Linked DNA regions of Sus scrofa: all the other regions are linked to region 3. Evidence: chromatin contacts called from public HiChIP or PLAC-seq data. All regions are on one chromosome and are shown on one strand. Each heading gives the region's core, a stretch centred on a gene start, on an enhancer-like site or on the middle of the called end of the contact. The rest is flanking DNA. Distances are from core to core; before and after follow the strand shown. Region 1 overlaps LOC110255631 (a long non-coding RNA gene). Region 2 has its middle 310 kb from the start of DUSP10. Region 3 overlaps MARC1 (mitochondrial amidoxime-reducing component 1).

The links. HiChIP or PLAC-seq counts read pairs in DNA pulled down with a chosen protein or histone mark.
Region 1: a contact with region 3 is called in an H3K27ac HiChIP or PLAC-seq map of skeletal muscle. The contact joins two enhancer-like sites. A contact is called at or near these places in 2 of 47 Hi-C or Micro-C datasets (embryonic fibroblasts and heart right ventricle) and 1 of 2 datasets of contacts at active chromatin or transcription factors (skeletal muscle).
Region 2: an H3K27ac HiChIP or PLAC-seq map of skeletal muscle shows a contact between it and region 3, with 7 times the contacts expected there. The contact joins two enhancer-like sites.

The regions. Positions count from the first base shown.
Region 1 is chr10:10,551,745-10,555,030 of Sscrofa11.1, reverse strand. The region is part of intron 2 of LOC110255631 (a long non-coding RNA gene); the gene reads right to left. Among named protein-coding and RNA genes, the nearest start is that of HLX, 290 kb to the right of the region's middle. Within about 2 kb of position 1,655, at least 9 of the 83 cell types and tissues checked have an H3K27ac peak or open chromatin away from gene starts, as enhancers often do. A contact at or near this core is called in skeletal muscle, where this site is marked.
Region 2 is chr10:10,589,366-10,592,644 of Sscrofa11.1, reverse strand. No RefSeq gene overlaps it. Among named protein-coding and RNA genes, the nearest start is that of DUSP10, 310 kb to the left of the region's middle. Within about 2 kb of position 1,949, at least 10 of the 83 cell types and tissues checked have an H3K27ac peak or open chromatin away from gene starts, as enhancers often do. A contact at or near this core is called in skeletal muscle, where this site is marked.
Region 3 is chr10:10,238,832-10,242,273 of Sscrofa11.1, reverse strand. The region is part of intron 6 of MARC1 (mitochondrial amidoxime-reducing component 1); the gene reads right to left. Among named protein-coding and RNA genes, the nearest start is that of HLX, 23 kb to the left of the region's middle. Within about 2 kb of position 2,188, at least 23 of the 83 cell types and tissues checked have an H3K27ac peak or open chromatin away from gene starts, as enhancers often do. A contact at or near this core is called in skeletal muscle, where this site is marked.

The DNA.
Region 1 (3,286 bases), core at 406-2,905, 310 kb before region 3:
GGACCCATGAGGACGTGGGTTCAATCCCTGGCCTTGCTCAGTGGGCTAAGGATCCTTGCCGTGAGCTGTGGTGTAGGTCACAGATGCGGCTCGGATCTGGCATTGCTGTGGCTATGGCGTAGACTGGCAACGACAGCTCCGATTCAACCCCTAGCCTGGGGACATCCGCATGCCGCAGGTGTGGCCCTAAAAAGTAAAAAAAAAAAAAAAAAGAGGAGGGGATTATTTTTTTAATAAAGAAAATCACAATGATCTTATAAAACAAAAGTATGTGCAATGAGGATTTCTTTATGATGTTTAAGCATTTACATAAGATACACTGATGAAAGTTTTCGCAGAAGCACGGGGGCAGAGAAAAGAAACCGAACTATAGAACATGGGCTATTTCAGCGAGGACAGTTTCTGTGCGTTCCGTGATGGAAGCATCCAACACAATCACCACCGAGTAACTGACTCATCCTCCTAGACACATGCCATCCTGGTGTTCAGGCCTCATGGCTACTCCTAGCCAGCCGGGGACTCGGCTGAGGGACCAGCCGTAAGGCACCACAAGTCTCCATCATGGAAGGATGCCCTTGACATTATTAGCTCCTGTCCCTGGATCCATTCCTGCCAACACAGCTGTTTTACTTAGAAGCCCACTGATCCAGTACCAGGCAAAGACTCTGATAGGCGACCTTCGTGAGTCATTCTTTCCTCCTGATTATTTAAAAATCTCTCCAGAGCGGACCTTTTGATGAGCATGCAGATGTGGTACAAATACTCTCCTATTCTGGCTCCTCCTAAGAAGTCCACCCAGCTTTTCCCCTAAGCTTCCGCAGCACCAATTCTCCACTATTTTTCCTTCTGAGCCTCAGACTGTCTGGCCAAACCATCAGCCACTGTCCAGGAACTGGATCTAGCTCCTCGCCTTGGGCCATCTCCCCTGGAGAATTAGACATACCGCGACACATCTGCTCCCCAGGGACCTGTATTCTCCACGGTGCTTGGGGACCACCCTTGAGTGGAGCTCACGCACGACAGCGATTCACAACCAAGAAAACTGACCGGCCCCTCGCCATACGCTACAGAGAAGAATTGGCCTGGCCACAGGGAGAGCACTGCAGCCCTGCAAGACGTTACAGAGAGTGGTCTGGGATGGGACCTGGGTGGAGGACAAACCTGGGGTCCCCACACTTGCATCTGAGGGAACCCTGGAGCGGGCGGGGCGCCTGATGTGGTGGCTCCTGTTTCCTGTGCGTCGGCCCTGCATTCTGCTGTCCCGGGAAAACCCTGCCGAACTCTTCCCCACACTTGGGAGGTGCACCCGCCGTCCTCACCCCAGGTCTACACTCCAACACAAACAGAAGTCGTTCAAAACACATCCTGCCTCTGTGGTGGGCAGAAATCTGGAGAAATTCAGGGCCAGGGGGCGGGGCCGGGGCCGGGGCAGGCTGTGGAAAGGGTTTTGTTTCTGAGAACCTTCATTTCCAAGCTTCCCTCAATAACCGCATTTTCTTGGAGTTCAAGATCAGAGATACGCTACCCTGGTGGCCTTTTAACCTGAATTAACCCAGGAGCCCATGGGGTGCCCCCACCTCCTTGAAGGGCTCGATGCAGCTTATAAAAAGATGTGGCCTCTCGTCTGTCTAAGGCTGCACATTCCACATCAGGCCACTTCCTTCCCCACGGAGCCGCTGCCTGGCTTTTCCAAAGCTGATATTAATATCACAGACCATTATAATATAGTTATTTTCATGGAAGGCAGAGAGGAAGTCACGTGGCATTAATTGGTCCCATGGGGTCCTGAAAGTCTCCGTTTAGCATGTTGTTTTTACTCATATAAGCAGCAATGAAGTGGAAACAGTGAGGAAGTCACTGTGATTGTATTAAATGAGTATTTTTTTTCTCTAGAACTTGTTTGGTTAATGAGTCATTATTCCTTTTTTTAATTGTATGAACATATGTAGTAGCTGGGTCAAAGATCCATGCGCATTTTCTTAAATGCACACACACACACACACACACACACAAATGCACATATCTTGGCCACTGTTTGCCTTTTTTTAACCTCTGCTGTGATGTCAGCTTATTCAAAGGCTGGGGCCACAGAGAAGCTAACCAAAGTGTATGAGTTTTGGTGGTTTGGGGAAAAGGAATTCAAAAGCTCCTGAGCTTATAAAGATATATTTCATCCTCTGTAAGTTACTGAACCAGGAGGGTTTCATACCGAAATGTTGATCGCGCCAGAATCCATCACTCTGTGTTTGTGTCATAAATTTTATCTTTCAGAGGCCCCGTCGCACGCATCATCTTTTTGACCTTTGCAGTGGCCCTTTGAGGTAAGTAGGCCAGGGTTATGATCCCACTGGCGAAACCAGGAGCCCATCTCATAGAGTCCACATGGACTTTTTAAAGATCCATTAGGGGAGTTCTCGGCATGGCTCAGCAGTAATGAGCCTGATATCCCTGAGGATGCGGGTTCGATCCCTAGCCTCGCTCAGTGGCTTAAGTATCTGAGAACCTCCATATACCACAGGTGGGGCCCTAAAAAGACACACACACACACACACACACACACATCCAATAGATGCTAAATGATGTGATGGCCTGAAAACTAAGGGAAACCAAGAAACAAATTGGAGCTCTAGGGAGACTTGGCCATGGCTCCGGGCCTTCCTGAGTTATACAGAGATCCTGGCAGATTTTTGCCGAGTGAGCCTGAACTGCAGCCAAACTCTGCAAGACCCCCTCGCCACCCCCCACAACTACACATGACACGTTGACTCTCTGTTCTCAGGACTGTGTCTACCAACCACAGTGCTGAGGGTCTGTGTCTCCGTCAAGGTTACATGAAGGTGAACAAGAAAGCAAAGCCAATGATGGAAAACCCTCCGGAAACATTTTCTGGTTGAAGGTGCTGATATTAGCATCATTTGTGGGTTCCCTGGACACGAGAAAAATTCTTTGGACAAAGATGCCCCAGAAGGACATCTATTCTGCATCACTTAATAGGACGGAGGTCGTGGATTACAAGCTCTACTTCTCTTGAAGGTTCTGAGGTAAGAAAGATAAGATTGGGACAAGAAAAACGATCTATTTTTCACTCCAGAAGAGCTATAGTGTGGTTTACCCTGAAAGCTGGGTATTAATATAGATAAAGTTTCATGAATCTTAATCCTGTATTCATGAAATTTTATCCTCATGGTGCGTAGGTCCTTCAGCAAAGTAGGAAACCAGTGCAGATTTATTTAACTCGCTGAGTCAAGGTGCTAAAAAGCTGTTCAGTTACAAAAAGAGCCAGTTC
Region 2 (3,279 bases), core at 700-3,199, 350 kb before region 3:
GCCTCCTTTAGCCACTCGGCACAGAGCCTGGTGCAATCCGAGAGCTAATCGATATCACTGAATGGATTACCCGTGAGTCAAGCCCCAGGTGACCCAGCAAAATGACGACTGCCCCTAACATCCTCATCCGTTTAGCCACCTCAGCATGTTTCCTTTTCACCTAAAGAATGAAGAACGCGGCCAAAATTTTCTCAATCAGGAATTGTCCCAACACCAGAAGTTAAATGACACCACAAGGAAGCAATCACTCAAATCGAAAGTGTGGTTTATTTCCACAGAACAAAACCAAGGGTACCACCCAAAAATCTACAGCACAAAATTTAAAAGAAAAGAAGAGCCACTGTAGAACAAAAGAGAAAGAGACTTCAGGACGAAATGACTAACACAGTGAGTGGGCCTTGCTTGGCTTTCGAACTAAAACCAGACAGATTGAGGGAATCTGGGAAAAGGCAAGAGAGACGGGGCACTAGCTGACTTGAAAGCACTCTTATTCATTTTTTAGGTATGATACTGACTTGGTTATTACGACAAGAATGGAAAGCCCTTATCAGTCGGCAATGGCGTAGATCTGCTCACAGGGAAAATCCGTGATCTGGTTTTAAATCTGCATGCAAAGAAGATGTAGATGAGGGAGGATCAGCTAATTAGCCAAACGCTGATGAGTGTGAAAGCTGAAGAGCGGACGCCGGCAGGTTTTATACCATTCGCTCTATTTGTGTACACAGTGGAAAATTTCACAAGAGAACATGAAGCCTAGCTGGCCCCAGCAGAGCAGAAAGGACAATGTAAAATTTCAGGACGACAGGTTCACGCTCTCACACAGCCGTACTCCAGGGGGACCCCAAACATTTACTGGCTTTTGTGCAGACTTTGAACACGTTCCAAGTGTGATAATCTGGTGCAAGCTGCTCATTATTTTTTAAAAATACAAGATCACATGCACTGTTAGAAGCATCAAGATGTCATTCTATTCGTCTTGAGCAAAACGTTCCTCCCTGTGCAGCATTTTCCTTGAAAGTGGAGGAGGGCAGAGAGAGGCTGGGGTGAGAGGTCGGGAAGGAGAGACGACCAGTGAGATTTCCCCGTTCGGGAGAAGGGCACGGTCCTTGGGGAGACAGTAAATTGAAATGAAGGCTGTTGCAGGCAGCCTACAGGATGTGCCTGCAAATGTAGACATATCTAAATGGTGAAAAAGTCTGTTTGTGCCCATTCATCGCCAGTGACTGCCTTGTAATGTGCTCCAGCCCCTGGGAATGGTGGCTGGACCCGGGAGCGGAGGCCGGAAGAATGGGATGGATTGGACAGAAGTACTTTTAAGTGCTCTGAAGGCTGTTGTGCTCCCCGCGGCTTAATAGCCAGGTCCCCCGGGAGCCACAAGGAAGGAGCCGAGTGAATCCCTACAGCTTTGCATTTTAAGGATAACAAGTCTTAAAACAGGTGTGAGCTCAGAAAGCTCCTTCTGCCCCTCGTTTTCCGTCTGCTGTGGCCCGTCGGCTCTCTGGGTTCATTATCATTCCACAGAACGCGGTCTGGGGTAGGCGACAGGCAGGGAGGAAAGAGAAGCTGAATAAACAGAAACGGCTTCGAGTGACTAATATTCATTAAGTCCGCTGGTCATGCGCTATGACATTTATTAAACTGTGGTTTCCACGAGAATGTGTGAGTGGAGCTAATGAAACACAAGCGAAAAAAGAGGCTCCGGGAAAAGGTCCCTGGGACCTGGATGAGACTGCTGAGTAATGGCACGAGAGATTATAACGTTAAAAGCTTCTGGTGCCGTCTAGAAGGCTGGTTGTTGGAAGGATGGCTCTCCGCGGAGGGGTGGGGGGGAGATAGGCGGGAGCCTGCACGTCTGACTTGTCTGAAGAAGGGGCCTCGAGCTTTTCCCTGCTGTTGCTCCAGGCCGGAGAGGCTGCGCGGCAGGCCTCTGCGCCTCAGTGCTGCCCTCTGGTGGAGAAGGTGTCAGACAGGCCCCGCGCAAAGAGGCACCCCCATCGCGAAGAGGTGGGGATCGGAGGGATCCTGGGGGAAACGCTGTGCAACTAACTGTGTGTGGTGTCAGGAGCGGAGATGAGCGCTTGTTAAAGTCATCAACTGTGCATAAACGGACGGAAATTCGGCATGAGAAAGAGAGCTCAGGTATCCCGTTCTGGTCCCCTATTCCATCAGGACTTTAGGGATGAATTTCATAGAATTTCTTAGGACCCCACCTAAGGTGTTACCCTTCCCCAAAACATCTCTTTCATAACCTCGTTACATGTGCCCAACCGGAAACCCGGGGACTCTCCTTGACGCTCCTTTCCCTCCCACACCTGTTATCAAGTCCACCAGCAAGTCCTGTTAGCTCCCGAGTCCCAACATCCCAGGACCACTTCTTATCCCAAATACCGCTAGGACCCTGATCTGAGCCACTGGCATCTTTTCTTCAGGATGACTGCAGTTCTCCAAGCTGTGCTCCTGGCTTCCAGTCTTCCAATCTACGGTCTGTTTCCACCAGCCACCAAAAGGACCCGTTGGAGCTTGTTAAATCATTTCATTTCTCGCCTCGAAAACTGCCCGTGGCTTCTAAGCTCATGGAGAGCAAATCTAAAGTCTTACAAAGTGCTGCGGCCCTCAGCGCTGACCCCAGCTCCCACTAACTGCATCTTTCATTGCTCTCCGCTCAGTCTCTCCCAGTCACAACCTCCTCGCCTTGTCCTCAGAGAGCCAGGCACAGCCCTGACTCAGTTCCCTCTGCCTGGAACCGTCTTTCCCCAGATGGCACAGCCCTCCATCCTTTTCTCCCAAGTCTCTGATTAAACATCAAGGAGAACTTTTATTTTTATCATAGTTGATTTACACTGTTCTGTGAATTTCTGCTATACAGCTAAGTGTCCCAGTCATATATATATATGTTCTCTTTCTCATGGTATCTGCCGTCATGCTCCATCACAAGTGACTAGGTATAGTTCCCTGTGCTGCACAGCAGGATCTCACTGCTTACCCACTCCAAATGCAACAGTTTACCTCTACCAGCCCCAAACTCCCCGTCCATCCCACTCCCTCCCCCTCCCCCTTGGCAACCACACCTCTGTTCTCCATGTCTGTGAGTTTGTTTCTTTTCTATAGATAGGTTCATTTGTGCCACATTTTAGATTCCACATGGAAGTGATATCATATGGTATTTGTCTTTCTCTTTCTGATTTACTCCTTTTAGTAGAGTCTCTAGTTCCATCCACATTGCTACAAATGGCATTATTTTGTTCCTTTTTATGGCTAAGTAGTATTCCATTGTATATA
Region 3 (3,442 bases), core at 939-3,438:
GATCCGGCGTTGCTGTGGCTGTGGTGTAGGCCGGCAGCTGCCGCTCTGATTAGACCCCAAGCCTGGGAACCTCCATATACTGTGAGTGTGGCCCTAAAAAGTGAAAAAAAAAAAAAAAGTCATCCTCTTTGTGGCTTCTCTACGTCTCTCTCTCTCTCTCTCTCACACACACACACACACAAAATTAATGGTAATAACAATAGCTTAATTGTATTTATTATGGTGCCAGGTACTGCATCACATCCTTTAAATGCTTGATATCATTGAATGCTTGCAATATTTTGTGCAAAATGCACTAGAAATTGTTCTTACAGCTACTTTCTTTAAATATTCAACAACATCCATTTTAATGTATTTTGCAAAAGAAATCCCCCAAAATACAAGTGTCTTTTTTAAACAGTTGAAAATAGATACACATTAATATTTTCTATTTTGTTATTTTTCCTTCTTTATTAGCTTTATTGTTGCTATTATTCCTGAGTTGAATGTTTTGATTATTTTTTAAATTTTCATTTTCTAAAAGGAAGGAATTTTAAACTACAAAATTTCCTCTGAGTATTATTTGGATTACATCTCATTTGTTTTGATAACTGGCCTTCTTATAATTTATTTATAAATAATTTTGATTTACTTTTTTTTTTGTCCTCTTTGGGCCTCACCCACAGCACATGGGGGTTCCAAGGCTAGAGGTGGAATTGGAGCTGTAGCCACTGGCCAACAACGCCACAGCCACAGCAATGCCAGATCTGAGCTGCATCTGTGATCTACACAGCTCATGACAATGCTGGATCCTTAACCCACTGAGCGAGGCCAGGGATCGAAACTGCATCCTCATGGATGCTAGTCAGATTTGTTTCCACTGAGCCATGACAGGAACTCCCAGTTTTGTTAAACCCAAGAACTTAGAAGGACACCTAAAATTTTTCAAACAGTTTTTCAGATGTTCCCATGTGGCTCAGTGGGTTAAGGATCTGACTTTGTCACTGCCGTTGCTGGGTCACTGCTGTGGTGCAGGTTCGATTCCGGGCCTAGGAAATTCCCCATCCTGAGGGTGCAACCAAAAAATAAAATAAAAAAATTTGAAAGGAGAGACTCCTATGTGTGTGTGTGACACCAATTTTTGATAATTTTTACTTTTATTGCATGGCACACAGAGAATACAACTTGTATGATTTCACTTAGTTTGGAATTTGTTGAGATTTTCTCTGTGGCGCAACGTGTGTTCTAATTGTTTTTAATATTTTTAATAATAATATGTGTTGCTCTATTGAATACCAAGCCTTACACATATCTATTAGCCAAATGTGTTATTAAAATGCTATTATGTTATTGCTTGTTCTGTATATTTATATTTAGTCTTGTTTTGTGTATCTTTATCAGTTGCTTCTTGCATTTTTACTGGTTTTTGTTTTGTTTTGCATATATATATATATATGGAAATATATATATATATGGAAAGCTAGATAACTAGATAGATAGATACGGTTTTATAGGTATATATAGTTATACGTATGATCTATGTATATGTGTGTATATATAGATATATACCTATGTATATACGTATTTCACCCAACTCCAATATATCTCTTTTTTTTCCTTCTATGACATTCAAATTTCCTTTTTCCTGTCTATGATTCAGTATTTATTAATACCTGGGAAGCATCACGTTACTTTCACGAAGAGCACTTCAGCGACGGGACACACACTTTATATTTTAAGTAGTTATTACTATTTTTTCATGGCGCGTTTATATCTTTAAATGGAGCTTTATTTCCTGCTGGCCGTTCCTTACACATCGCTCTGGAAAAATAGCCCCTGATATCAATGGAAATCACACCAAGAGCACGATTCCCAGGCACCCACCCTGCACCGGGGCGCGCACGCTGTGCTGCGGATGGAGGGAGAACTCACCCTTCTTTCATCCATCCCTTTCCTGATCCCGCCCCCCCCCCATGCTTTCCTAATCTGGTTCTGTCTTTGCTTCCTCTCTCCCACTCCCCTTGCCGCCTTCTCCGCGGTCCTTCTCCCAGCAGACCTGATGAAGACGCCTATTCCCCACAGGCCTTCGGAACAAACCCTGCTCTGTGGGCCTCCCTCCCCGAGAAGGTAGGTGGCTGTGTCCCTGCCTCTGAGGCCTATTTTTACACACATGTTTGTCCGGAGTCTGACGTGGTTTATCACAGTCTGCAAAGGCCCATTGTTCAGCACTTCAAGAAGAATGTTGTTATATTGCCTGCGAGTGCGTCAGCCCGGCTCTCTCTGGACGAGCTCTTGGATGAAATTAGATAATTTCCATTAGAAGACTGTTCATTATTAGTCCCTGGTGCCAAACTGGAGAAGGAGCCAAGATGACTATTTCTGGCCAGGCTCACCTCAGGAAGGAACCTTCTCAGCTTTAATGGGCTTTTGCTATTGTTGGTAGCCTTCTGTTTGACACCAGGCCAGCCCAGGGTTGGAAATTGTTTAGAAAGCTGCATGAAATATAATAGAACCCCAGCCATTTGCTGAGGCACATTCCTGCACAATGTTTATTTTGAAGAAGGGAAAAAAATATATTGTCCTTGGCAGACAACAATTAAAAAAAAAAAAAAAAAAAAAAACCCAGTAACTTGAATCTCTGACCATATGCTTCTTGTTGCCAGTTGTGTTTAAAAACTCCCTGCTGGTATCAGAGAATTTCACACTGAAGTGATAAATCTCATGTAATATTTATAAGCATCTTCATTACAGACCCGGGAAGATATTTAAAATTACCAAGGCCTTGCAAGGCTGAGGCTATTTGGAAGGGGTGGGTGAGGAGGAGGAGAAGGGGCTGAAAGAACATTCCAGACTCACAGTGGTCCCAGTCTGGGCCCAGATGTGGGCCCACAAAAACCCTCTGCCCTGCTGTCTAGTCAGAAGTCTTTCTCACCCAACAGATACGGAGGCTGAGCTTTTCCGAGCTGGTTGTGTTCTGAGCAGACTTAGTCCCAAGCCGTGGAAGAGAGCAGCAATAAATGCCTCGTCTCTTTAGTCTTGAGGACTTAGTACAGAACGCTCTTTGATCAGAATGGTGGCGATTTTCATTTGGTTTTATTTTGGGTTTTGTTCTGTAGAAGCTGGCTCACCATCAGAGTTGACTCTGAGGCAAAAATTGCCTCTATTTTGGCAGAACTATTGCATGAACAGTCTAAGCCTATTAAAATGTGGGACATTTTTAAGTGAGATTGACATCCCTGAACTGCTTTCTTACAAATTTGCTTAGTGTCACAGGCTTGGCTTTCTTTGATTGTCCAGTCTTTGGGGGGCTAAGTGAACGTGCTTGAATATGGTAAACAGAACAAAATTAAATCAAGGGGAAAAAAAAACCCCTAAGGTGGAGTCTCAAAAGACAACCCTTGAAAAGGCAATCAAATTCCATGTCTAAGAGTGCCTTAGTGGAATGAGCATGCAGTTTCCCAAG